Regions from separate parts of the Mus musculus genome. Here regions 1 and 3 are each linked to region 2. Evidence: chromatin contacts called from public Hi-C data. All regions are on one chromosome and are shown on one strand. The core of a region is the stretch at or near the end of the contact, and the rest is flanking DNA. Distances in the headings are between cores, read along the strand shown. Region 1 overlaps Unc5c (unc-5 netrin receptor C). Region 2 overlaps Unc5c (unc-5 netrin receptor C). Region 3 overlaps Unc5c (unc-5 netrin receptor C).

The links. Hi-C and Micro-C count contacts between places; a contact is called where the count stands out from the background.
Region 1: a Hi-C map of the N1E-115 cell line shows a contact between it and region 2, with 5 times the contacts expected there. The contact joins two enhancer-like sites. A contact is called at or near these places in 6 of 484 Hi-C or Micro-C datasets (the N1E-115 cell line, brain, cerebellar granule neurons and 2 more) and 1 of 115 datasets of contacts at active chromatin or transcription factors (astrocytes).
Region 3: a Hi-C map of the N1E-115 cell line shows a contact between it and region 2, with 4 times the contacts expected there. The contact joins two enhancer-like sites. A contact is called at or near these places in 1 of 39 promoter capture datasets (embryonic stem cells), 25 of 484 Hi-C or Micro-C datasets (the N1E-115 cell line, cortical neurons, embryonic stem cells and 4 more) and 2 of 115 datasets of contacts at active chromatin or transcription factors (embryonic stem cells and stem cell-derived neural progenitor cells).

What each region holds. Positions count from the first base shown.
Region 1 is chr3:141,614,867-141,618,282 of GRCm38.p6, forward strand. The region is part of intron 1 of Unc5c (unc-5 netrin receptor C); the gene reads left to right. Among named protein-coding and RNA genes, the nearest start is that of Gm15689, 67 kb to the right of the region's middle. Within about 2 kb of position 2,090, at least 10 of the 459 cell types and tissues checked have an H3K27ac peak or open chromatin away from gene starts, as enhancers often do. A contact at or near this core is called in the N1E-115 cell line, where this site is marked.
Region 2 is chr3:141,825,896-141,829,173 of GRCm38.p6, forward strand. It overlaps Unc5c (unc-5 netrin receptor C), which reads left to right. Exons shown (of 16, transcript NM_009472.4): 15 at 1,606-1,784; 16 at 2,512-3,278. The coding sequence ends at 2,677. Among named protein-coding and RNA genes, the nearest start is that of Gm15689, 140 kb to the left of the region's middle. Within about 2 kb of position 1,801, at least 3 of the 459 cell types and tissues checked have an H3K27ac peak or open chromatin away from gene starts, as enhancers often do. A contact at or near this core is called in the N1E-115 cell line, where this site is marked.
Region 3 is chr3:141,579,170-141,582,830 of GRCm38.p6, forward strand. The region is part of intron 1 of Unc5c (unc-5 netrin receptor C); the gene reads left to right. Among named protein-coding and RNA genes, the nearest start is that of Gm15689, 100 kb to the right of the region's middle. Within about 2 kb of position 2,087, at least 23 of the 459 cell types and tissues checked have an H3K27ac peak or open chromatin away from gene starts, as enhancers often do. A contact at or near this core is called in the N1E-115 cell line, where this site is marked.

The sequences.
Region 1 (3,416 bases), core at 840-3,339, 210 kb before region 2:
CCTGGATCACGTACCTGGGATTAGAACAAAAAACATTCTTTTAATAGTTCTGTGTTATTTAACGAAACCAGAATTCTCACAAGACAGCATGGCTCCCCCAAAGTCTCTAGTGTTGGAAACACCAACGTCTCCGTAATCTTACTTCAAGGCCGTGTTTAGCTATTCCTTTCCATATTCTCAAACCCATGTACAGTCTTTCTGAAAACATTATCATGCATGTGCATGCATGCAAATATTATAAGACACTTTGTAGAGTTGATGTGGCTTCTACAGACTCAACCTGCTTGGAAAGAAATGCCAGCTGAACCATCTCAGTGGAACCCAGGTCTTTTTCACCTTTTTTTCTGTTTTTTTTTTTTTTTTTTTTTTTTTTTTTTTTTTTTTTTTTTATGACTGCCATACTTAGTGTCTTAGAAATTTCCACTTAGAAATAACTGAGCATGGTTGATGCTCTGTTTCCCCCATGATTGACGTAGCATTGAGGTCCTCTAGGACACAAAAGCATTTCATGCTCAGTGAGTCTAAAACATAATCTAAATACCTTACAGTGTATTTTTTTTAAAAAACTTTTTTGATGTATGACAGACAAATAACTAAAAGCTCAGACTGCCTTTAGTGTCTCAGAACAAAAGTTTTAAAGTTATTTTAGGTAGCTCAACAATTTAGAGAGAAACAGAGCAAACTCCTAAGAGAATTCTAAGGAAAAAATGCTGTCAAGGAACTAGAATTTCCAATGGGTAGAGAAGATTCACTAAGTGTGGATATTAATTACAAAGAGTGGCAGGGAGTAATGTATAGAGGAGGGAAGTGCAGAATTCAATAAAGACATAGAAGCTAGATAGTTGTCTCTGCATATTAGTACTCCCTGTTAAGTTAGTGTTTCTAACATGCCAACATCAGGCCCAGTGAGAAACGAGAAACCTTAAAATGTATATCTGATGGATGTTATGCATAGGGAAATGGCCATTTAAACATTCAAGCTAGTTGGAAGGAATCGAGATGATATCTTTAGGTGGCTTAATAGAGTCAATTAGAAATCACTCTTTTCAAAATGAAGAGGATATTGGTAGAAATAGATGAAGATAGGATCATTCAAATAAATATGAGTAAACTTGTCAAAACTACATCTTTAGAAACGACAGCTAGAGTAAAGCTGTACAACTGGGTCATGTACTTTCACAGACACAGGGAAAAAGCCGTGTCTGCATTCTCCTCACCAATAAGCATGGGCCACACCTTTAAATATGATACCTGTTTCAGAAAACCCTTAACACACTCACTGTACCCAACATATCTGCTGGCTCAACTAATGACCAGTATCTTTTGATTGCCAAGCATGTAAATAATGCACATGTAGAGCAATCACAAGCTTTCGTGTCTTCTTAGGAGAGGTAAATTTCAGACTCTTTTTTTCTTTTCTTCACTATATCTAATTATATATCCTCAGGCCCTTGGTCCATTTGTTCTGCTCCAAACACCTTCAAGGGCTCTGTCTCAGCTTCTATACAAATGCACATTCCTACCCACCCCCCAACACACACACCTTTCTACATGTCATCAATACTGTATTATAATTTTAAACTACCCATTTTGCTTACCACGTTCAACTTCCACAGAAATTTACCTTCCCTGGGGTGTCCTATAATGCACACAGTAGTCACTCTGTCACCAACCGGAATTCATAAAATTAGAATTATATTGATTCTTATTGTAATCCTATATTAATTATATCTCAAATTAGAATGTATTTATTCTTTTTCCCTGACTTCCTCTGGCTCCTTGAATGCTGGGATTAAAGGCGTGAGCTACCACACCCTGCACACAATAAAATGTATTTCTTTTGGTGAGAAGATACCTTTGGAAAAATAAAATAAAATTTAAAAGAAAAAAAAGAAAGAAAATGCCTTGCCATCCAGAAACTTGGCTTTTAAAATAACAGAAAATAAAATTAGACTGTGAAGAAAAAGGCATTTCCTGACAACTTGGCTTTGGATGAGATTCAGTTTGGCAGTGTTAGTTTCCCACTGCTGTGTGACAGTTACCACAGAATTAGCAGCTGAAAGCAGCAGCCATTTGTGCTCTCTCTGAGTGTGTGGAGATGCAGTGCAGGAAGGGCTGACTTGCCTCCAGGCTCAGGTCTCAGCGAGATAGATATACCAGGGGTTGGCATGAGGTGCTTTTTGACCAGAGGCTCTGCTTGATGATCCACTTTTAGGCAGCCTCATAGTCTTGACAGAATTCATCCTTCTGGATGTTGGTCTAAGAATCACCTTTATTGTTTTGTTCTGTGTTGTGTTGTTCTGTGTTGTCTTGCATTGGGTTGTGCTGTGTTATGTTGTATTCTGTTTCAGTCAGACTGGTCACAGGCTCATGATCTTTCTGGTCCCATCTCCAAAGTGCCAGTATTACAGCTGTGTGTCCCACTGAGAACTAGTGGCAATGTCTGTCCTTAGTCCCACTGGCTACTAAAAGTGCCTTGTCATCTACTCAACTAACATGGCCCTGTTTTACTCCTTCATAGCCAACAAAAGAAGGCTGTGCAGTCAGACTCCAATAGGATGTAACCTATTCATAGGAAAGGCATGGTATCACTTCTTCAGTCTTTGGTTAGGTTTGAGTATGTCAGGGCCTTGTGCATTCCAGTGGGAGGATTTGGTCACTTATTGTGATCAACCTGAGACATGCATACAAGAACTTTGTCCACTGCATTTTACATGTATGCACAGATATATAAAAGGCCAAGTACCTTTACATACAGCCATATTAGAAATCAAGTGTGACTGAAATATTAACTGGTGCTAAACTGGCAAATACACATGTCAATATATGGAGAACTGTGCCCATAGTATGGTCCCTATAATGTGTAATAAACAATCTCATGACCAAGACTACATTGATTAACTGATAAAAGAAATTCCTATTCCTATATGCAATTACTTCTAATAAGTACTGAGAAGAACAGTTTTAAGAAAAGGATAATCAGAAACATCTACTTGTGTATGAGACCAACTAGAAAAAAATTCACCGAATTTAGTTTCTGGGCATTCTTACTTAATGAACCACCTTTTGACCACCAAAGCCATGCCTACTACTTATCCAAGAAGAAGAAGAGAAAGCTGCAGGTGGTGATATTCAGAGGCCTTAAGACAGGAAAGGCCAAATCCATTGCAGGCATTGGGAGACAGCCAGAATAAGTAAAGGACATCCATATGGAGATAAAGATTAGAACCTAGGAAAGCAACAAGACCTTAGGAAGGAGGTGACATTAATCAACTGGAGGTATAGTGGGAAGTTTTTGAAGGGTTTCAACCAGGAAGGAAAATGGCTCAATTTTAAAAAGAAAGATGTCTTTGGTGTTTTATTTTCCTCACTAACTAGAAAAGACTCCTGCCTGGCTCCCTGAAAATGTACCACCA
Region 2 (3,278 bases), core at 551-3,050:
TCTAATCGGAGCTCCCTAATCCTGCTGGATGCTTCCGAGCGGCAGCCCACAGTCTAGCCATGGAACCAGAGCTAAGATACAAGAGCCAGCACCATCTCTTTGCCAAGCTATTGCTTCTGAGCCCTGATACTTTGATCAAAGCCAAGACTATTGTATATATATTCTTTACTTTCAAAAACAATAACAATAAACAAACAAACAAACTCCAGAAAAACAATTTTCTCTCACATGTCCCCCAGCTCCTCAATGGGTCTCATCCAGAGGGATGATAGAAGTTGAAAATCACCATTGGCCACTGATCCCCAAAACGCAGACCACCCTGTGGGTCACATTTGGGAGCCAGCCAGCTGAGACACCCCACCTGCCCCTCAAAGCTCCTGCAATCCCAAGTCTGCAGAGACCTCAGAATCAGGGCAGGACATGAGGGCTCTAACAGCAGGGGCAATAACCCCCTAAGCTCAGCATTTAGAAGGACATCACAGACTTCAGGATGACCTGGGCTCTGTGCCTAGTGTCTCCTCCAGCACCCCAAGGCGTTACCTGCCTTAAAAAAGAGGTGACATTCAAAGCAGATCGAGAAGATTTCTTGTTATTGCTTTAATGGTTCCCAGGCAACGTTTCCTCTTGCTTTCAGACCAGCAGAAGTGATCAGAAAATGATTAGAGTTTCTCTTGCAGATGAAATTTAGATTTTTGCATTTGTGCTGCTTTATGAGCTGAAACTATTTTAAGAGCCAATTTATAGTTTTCTCTACTAAAATCGGATTAAAAAAAAATAAGCAAGGAGGTTCAGCAATTAGAGGATACCATTAGTGGCTTGCCCTAAGGCAATACTCTGTGTTTACTACTTTTTTTTAAGTTTGCCTTAATTTGATCTATCTTAGCATCGCCCCATTTTATCAAGCAAGAGATGGAGGGAACTACCTTCACAGGGCTAGCTGAGGTCTCCTATGTGTTCACAGAGAGGATGCCTTTACAGTTAGATGGCTTCTAGAAGATCTTATTTCTCTCAGATGTATTTATTCCTTCAGGAAGAAGTTCCCTTTTGAGCATTTCCAACATCTAAACCTTTGAGAACATAGACATTCCCTCTCTTCTCCATTCCCAAAGCAACCATTCTCAGTCTGTGGGCTGAGACCATGGGAAAAACACGTATTTCTGGTGATCTTAGGAATTCCCAACCATAAATTTATTTATGTTGTTACTTTCATATCTGTAATTTTGATACTGAGAAGTCTCTCAGTTCCTGAGGCCAGTAGGAGTTTATGTTTTCCAGTGGTCATGATCCACAGGTTGAGAACTGCGATCTTGGAGTGTCTCATTAGGGAAGCCATTGTGGAATCTTACTAGAGCTTTCTGCCCTGCCCAGTCCTGACCTAGGAACTCTGAACATGGGCTATACAAAACTATCTCCCTCTACCTCTACTAACCCACTACTTCCAGGCCAGGAAGAGACTGTCCTTCTTGAAGAGAAGAGAACCTGTACTCTTTGTATCCATCTCAAGTTGGATACAGAGAATATCCAACTGAGAGTCAAGTATTATGCTGACTGAATCAACAGCGATTACACTTGCCTTCTGAAAAGAAAGTTGTGTCGTTCCTACAGGAACCTACTGGCATCGACTTACCTCTCCTGGACCCTGCTAGTACCATCACCACTGTCACCGGACCAAGTGCTTTCAGCATTCCTCTCCCTATCCGGCAGAAGCTATGCAGCAGCCTGGATGCCCCTCAAACAAGAGGCCATGACTGGAGGATGCTGGCCCATAAACTCAACCTGGACAGGTGAGTGTGTCCAGGCTTCTAGACCTACTGTTTTCATTTAGCAGAGATTCCAGGACTGAAAGGAATGATATAGAAAGTGGCACTTTTCTCTTCCCACTACACATCTGTTTATATTTTCATTCTGACTGTGAGCTTCCAAACAATTCCAAGAGAATTCCTGGGATATATGACATTTATCAGTGTCAAGATTTGTGATAGACTTTACCTAGCTCATGTGCTAAGAGCTCCTAAATATGATGTCTATTCACTAAAGTAATTATTGTTCATCCATCGCCAGTTGAACAAGACGTAATGCATGATGAATAATTTACATGCTCACACAAGCACTTGTATTAAGTTATAAAGAGACCCTGAGAGCCTCTGCTTCGTAGAAAATATCTGTCACCTCCAAGGAAGAGATGTGGTATGACCTGTCAAAGATCATCAGAGTCCAGACTGGACAGAAAACATAAGCCTCTTGATTTCCTGTTTAGGACAAAACCCACAGACACGTTGTCTCTTAAATTATCCTATTCAGAGTTGAGGTTAACAAAGTTAAACAGCACATGTCCTGTCTGGAGCTGATCTAATTAGGAACCGAGCAATCATTAAGTGGAGTTCACTAGGATCCACGGTAGGACTGAAATGCTTCAAGACAGACAGGTTTAGTGCCAACGCAGAGAAGATAATACTGTAAATAGACCTGTAAATCACACCTCTAAGCATATTTTCCCATTCTTGATTGCAGGTACTTGAATTACTTTGCCACCAAATCGAGCCCAACTGGCGTAATCCTGGATCTTTGGGAAGCACAGAACTTCCCAGATGGAAACCTGAGCATGCTGGCAGCCGTCCTGGAAGAAATGGGAAGACATGAGACAGTGGTGTCCTTGGCAGCAGAAGGACAGTATTGACCACACTGGAACTAAAGCTGAAGGACACAATTACACAGGGAGTCTGTGTTCAGGGGAACCACATCTGAGGAGGAAATCCAGATAGGACCAAGGCGCTCTACAGGCAAGATGGCAACAGGAAACTTGGGGGACAGATATAACCACCAAGGTACACGCCCACTTCATTCGGACAGCACCACCGCGGGAGTTAAGAAAAATTGTGTAAATTTGTACCTTGAATTTAAGAATCAATCTAATTTTCTCTTCGTTGGGCTGTATGCTGTATGGTACAGGATCTTACAGTTTCCTAGGAAACGCTTTTTATTGCTATCCAGATGTATGGATAAACTTTCTTAACAAACCCAGTTTCTACAAATGTTGTTTACATCAAATTGGACAGGGATGCAGACACTGTCCATGGCTCGTTCTATTTTTGTTCAGATCATTTGAAGTTGAAGCTGTGGACAGTTTATTGTGTCTATTTCAGATTAGTAATTTACAGAGAAATCACAGACTTTTGCTAAAAATCATGTACATCAAGTGTCTCAGATAATCTTCCCATCAGTGTTCTGTTTCTGAAACTTGTTGGACCAGTATTGGCATTGGTATCAGGGAAGTGGAG
Region 3 (3,661 bases), core at 837-3,336, 250 kb before region 2:
CCACATTGCTCTCTTGATAATTTAGGGACATGAATGTAGCTGTAATTTGTTTTCCCCTTTTGAAGAATATGTTCTACAGTTCTGACCTTAGGACATATCTATATTGCTTGAGAAGTTTGTTTCAAGTATAGATATTTTTTCCAGGCATGTTTCTGGAAATTTTTACTCTGTGAGACACTGTGGGAACCAGAGTTCTTTCTTTTCACAAACCTTTGATGTGATTTCGGTGCCTGTGTCAGATGCATGTCGGAAACATCTGTCTATGGACCATTTGTATAGAGCAGTGCTAGGATGAACAAGGGAGACCTTGCACTGACAGTGTGGTGGTGCTGAGAGTGGACAGAAATACTGAAGCTGTGCAAGGAAGTTGTAGCAGTTGGGAGACTGGTGAGTGGTTGGGTGAGTGCATGTGAAAAGGAAAAAAAAAGTGCAAATGTAATAAAAAACTGGAAAAAAATTGGTGCTTTGTTTATAGTTCACAAGTAAATGTCAGCAAGGATGAGAAGTGAATAAAGTTATTTTATCTGAAGACAACTGCCTGGGCCCATGCTACTCTCCATATTGACTTTGAATCATAAATGTTAGAGAAATCTAACATGGACTTAGGGCAAACATCCCTTTGTTGACCTAACATTGTGTGGTAGTGTTTAGGTATGATTGACTATATGTTTACATGTCTTTATCCTTTTTTTTTTTTTTTTAGAAAATAAAAAACAAAACTAGATATTTTAATCATTATTTAAAACACATTTTATTTTAAATGTGAATAACTAAATATTCCCATGTGCCCTGCAAAAAATATCAGGATACTCACTAAATGTTATCAAACCATTGCTAATATGAAATTACTATGAAAGCTGAACTTTTCAAACTTTTTTTTTCTTGAGCAATTTTTGGTGGCACCAGAACCAAGAGCATTCAGAGATTCCATAGCCACACCCTGCTCTGTGCATGCATGGTCTTTTATTGCCATTGTTTGTCTCTACCACTACGCATGGCATCACTGTAGAATCACATGCCTCGTTAGTGCAGATGTTGAAACCCTCTGTGTTTTGCTTCCCCATGCATTCACTGATAACCTACAGTTATCACAATCTAGCCTTTCCAGATCACCATGTGTTTTGATTATGGACTGAGCTTTTCAGTAATAAGTATTTAAGTCTAGGTATCTTTAAAAGGCTTGAGAACTCATTTACCATTCAGATCTCAGTTAGTTATCTACACTTGATGTCTTGGGGGAACAACAATATGAACTAACCAGTAACCCACCCCCCCCACCCCCCCCACCCCCACCCCCTCCCGAGCTCCTGTCTCTAGCTGCATATGTATCAGAAGATGGCCTAGTCAGCCATCAGTGGAAAGAGAGGCCCATTGGTTGTGCAAACTTTATATGCCTCAGTACAGGGGAACGCCAGGGCCAAGAAGTGCGAGTGGGTGGGTGGAGGAGCGTGTGGGGGACTTTTGAGATAGCATTGGAAATGTAAATGAAATAAATACCTAATTTTAAAAACTGAAAAAAAAAAAGAAATATTTTTCTTCAAAAAAAAAAGGATATATATGTTAAAATCATATGAGTCAAGTATTTCTGGTTAAGAAATAGCAAGAGACTATGTACTGAGATTGGGAGAAATGAGAAACCAGCTAACCTCAGCTTGATGGTGACATGTCGACTGGACCTGGACTTTCATGAACTTCTTTGTCCCTGCTCTGATTCTTGTAAACATCCAAGAACGAACGTTTTAAGCAGCTGTTTAAAAGCTGAGCTGTTCCTGCTCAGAGGAAACTATCTCCTCTTTTCTTTTTGGCCATTAAACTTGGGAAGTAAGAGCTTTGCATTTTTTAACCTGCCAGATAACCATCAATTTAAAATGAAAAAAATGTTTATGTCTTTACATTTGAGTTCTTGAATTGGATTAGGAACATGAAAAGGCTACCAATCTAAAGAAGTTTGGAGACCAGGAAAACGTGTGTGTGTGTGTGTGTGTGTGTGTGTGTGTGTGTGTGAAACAATCCACATCCTGTAGACCAGCTTGTGGTCTGAAACATTCCAGAGCAAACATAAGTGTTCTGTTGTTTGTCTTAAAAAACACTAACTGTTACTTAAAGTCAAGATGTAGAGTGCCTCAGCAAGTAGATATCAAATCCTAAGACAGTCTTTGAAAATGGTTTCAGCCATGCCATCAAAATGCTACTTTAAAGCAGTACCTAATGAACTGGAAGGGACCCTGATTATCAAATTAGCTTGCATTTGGTCTCCAGAGCAGTGAAAAGCTTGTTTGGGGGTAGTTCTGCTTCCTCAAATTGCCCTCCTTAAACAAACAGAGCAAGGGGAGAAAGCTTTTAGATGTATAACATGAAGCCATTACAAGGAGCTGCTAGGCAGCCATGAAAGGCAGGAGCAGTTTAGTGGGTTTCCAGTTAAGGATTTGGGTGGTGCTGTAAACAGAATGGTAGATAATAGAGTCCCAGTGATGGCTGTCAGGAGACAGAAAACTGCAACAGCTTTGTGGGAAAGCAGAATGGCTGGGTTTTCCCACTTGACCTTTCCTCTGAATAGATGAGCTTAAGATCACAAAGGACTTTGCAAGGGGAAAAAAAGTGATTTGCACAGCCCCTTTGGTGCCTGAAACCCTTTTTAGAATCTGGCCATTTTAAGTTTGTTTCCCAGTGTTCTCTAAGGCCTCCCAGGAAAGCCCTATTGCCACTGTATAAGTTTGTGTTTTAAAGGAAGGTCTCAGTGCATGACCATCATGGGTCTAAGGCACTTGGAGACTGGATGTTTATGAGAAAGGTTTACTGAGTGGAGCCCCCAGTGTCCACACACTCTAGACTATTACTATGATTAAAGTAGCTATTGAGCCTTTTCTATTCTTCAGGATAATGGCATAATCTTATATAAATAAGGAACTCCATCACCAGTGAAAGACAACCCATGGATCAAAGGCATCCACACTGGTCTGCAGGTGAAATGCTTGCAGATTAGTTGCTGGTATTTTCAGAAAATTGTGTCTGATAAAAATGACTCATATCAAAAAGATCTGGGAGATGTAGTTAAGTGTATGCTGAATACAGGCCAAGGTAATGATGTTGTGGCCAACAACCAATTTCATATTAGCTACATTGTAGAGTAATGATTTTTATGCCTTGGGATGTGTGAAATTAAACTGTACATTTTAAAAAGTTGTGTTCAGTCGTGAAAATCACACTTCTAGGAAAAAATTATATATTTGAGACCATAGAAAGAAGACAATTTTTAAAACCTCGAAACAAAACCCATCAAAACAACAACAAAAAAATTGCAATACAACTGGTAATATTAAATGGTGAAGAAAAGAAAACACTAGTGATTTTAATAGGTGATAATGAAAACTACAACAGGTTTCAAACACCTGCAGGCCAATTATATAGAAATATATAACTTGCAGGGGTCCACAAAATGTATGGTTTCCAAACTATGCGTCAGAATAAATAGCAAATGTGTTACAGAAATAGAGATGAGAAATAATGAGGAAACCATTAAAAATTAGCAAAAATAAATATTTAGTATATTCTAGAGCTAAAAATATATGAATTAAGTGAAGAAGTTTCTAAAGTAAATATTAATATCCATGAGACAGAATATCTGAATTACTTAAAACTCTTAAAGCATAACACATTTAAA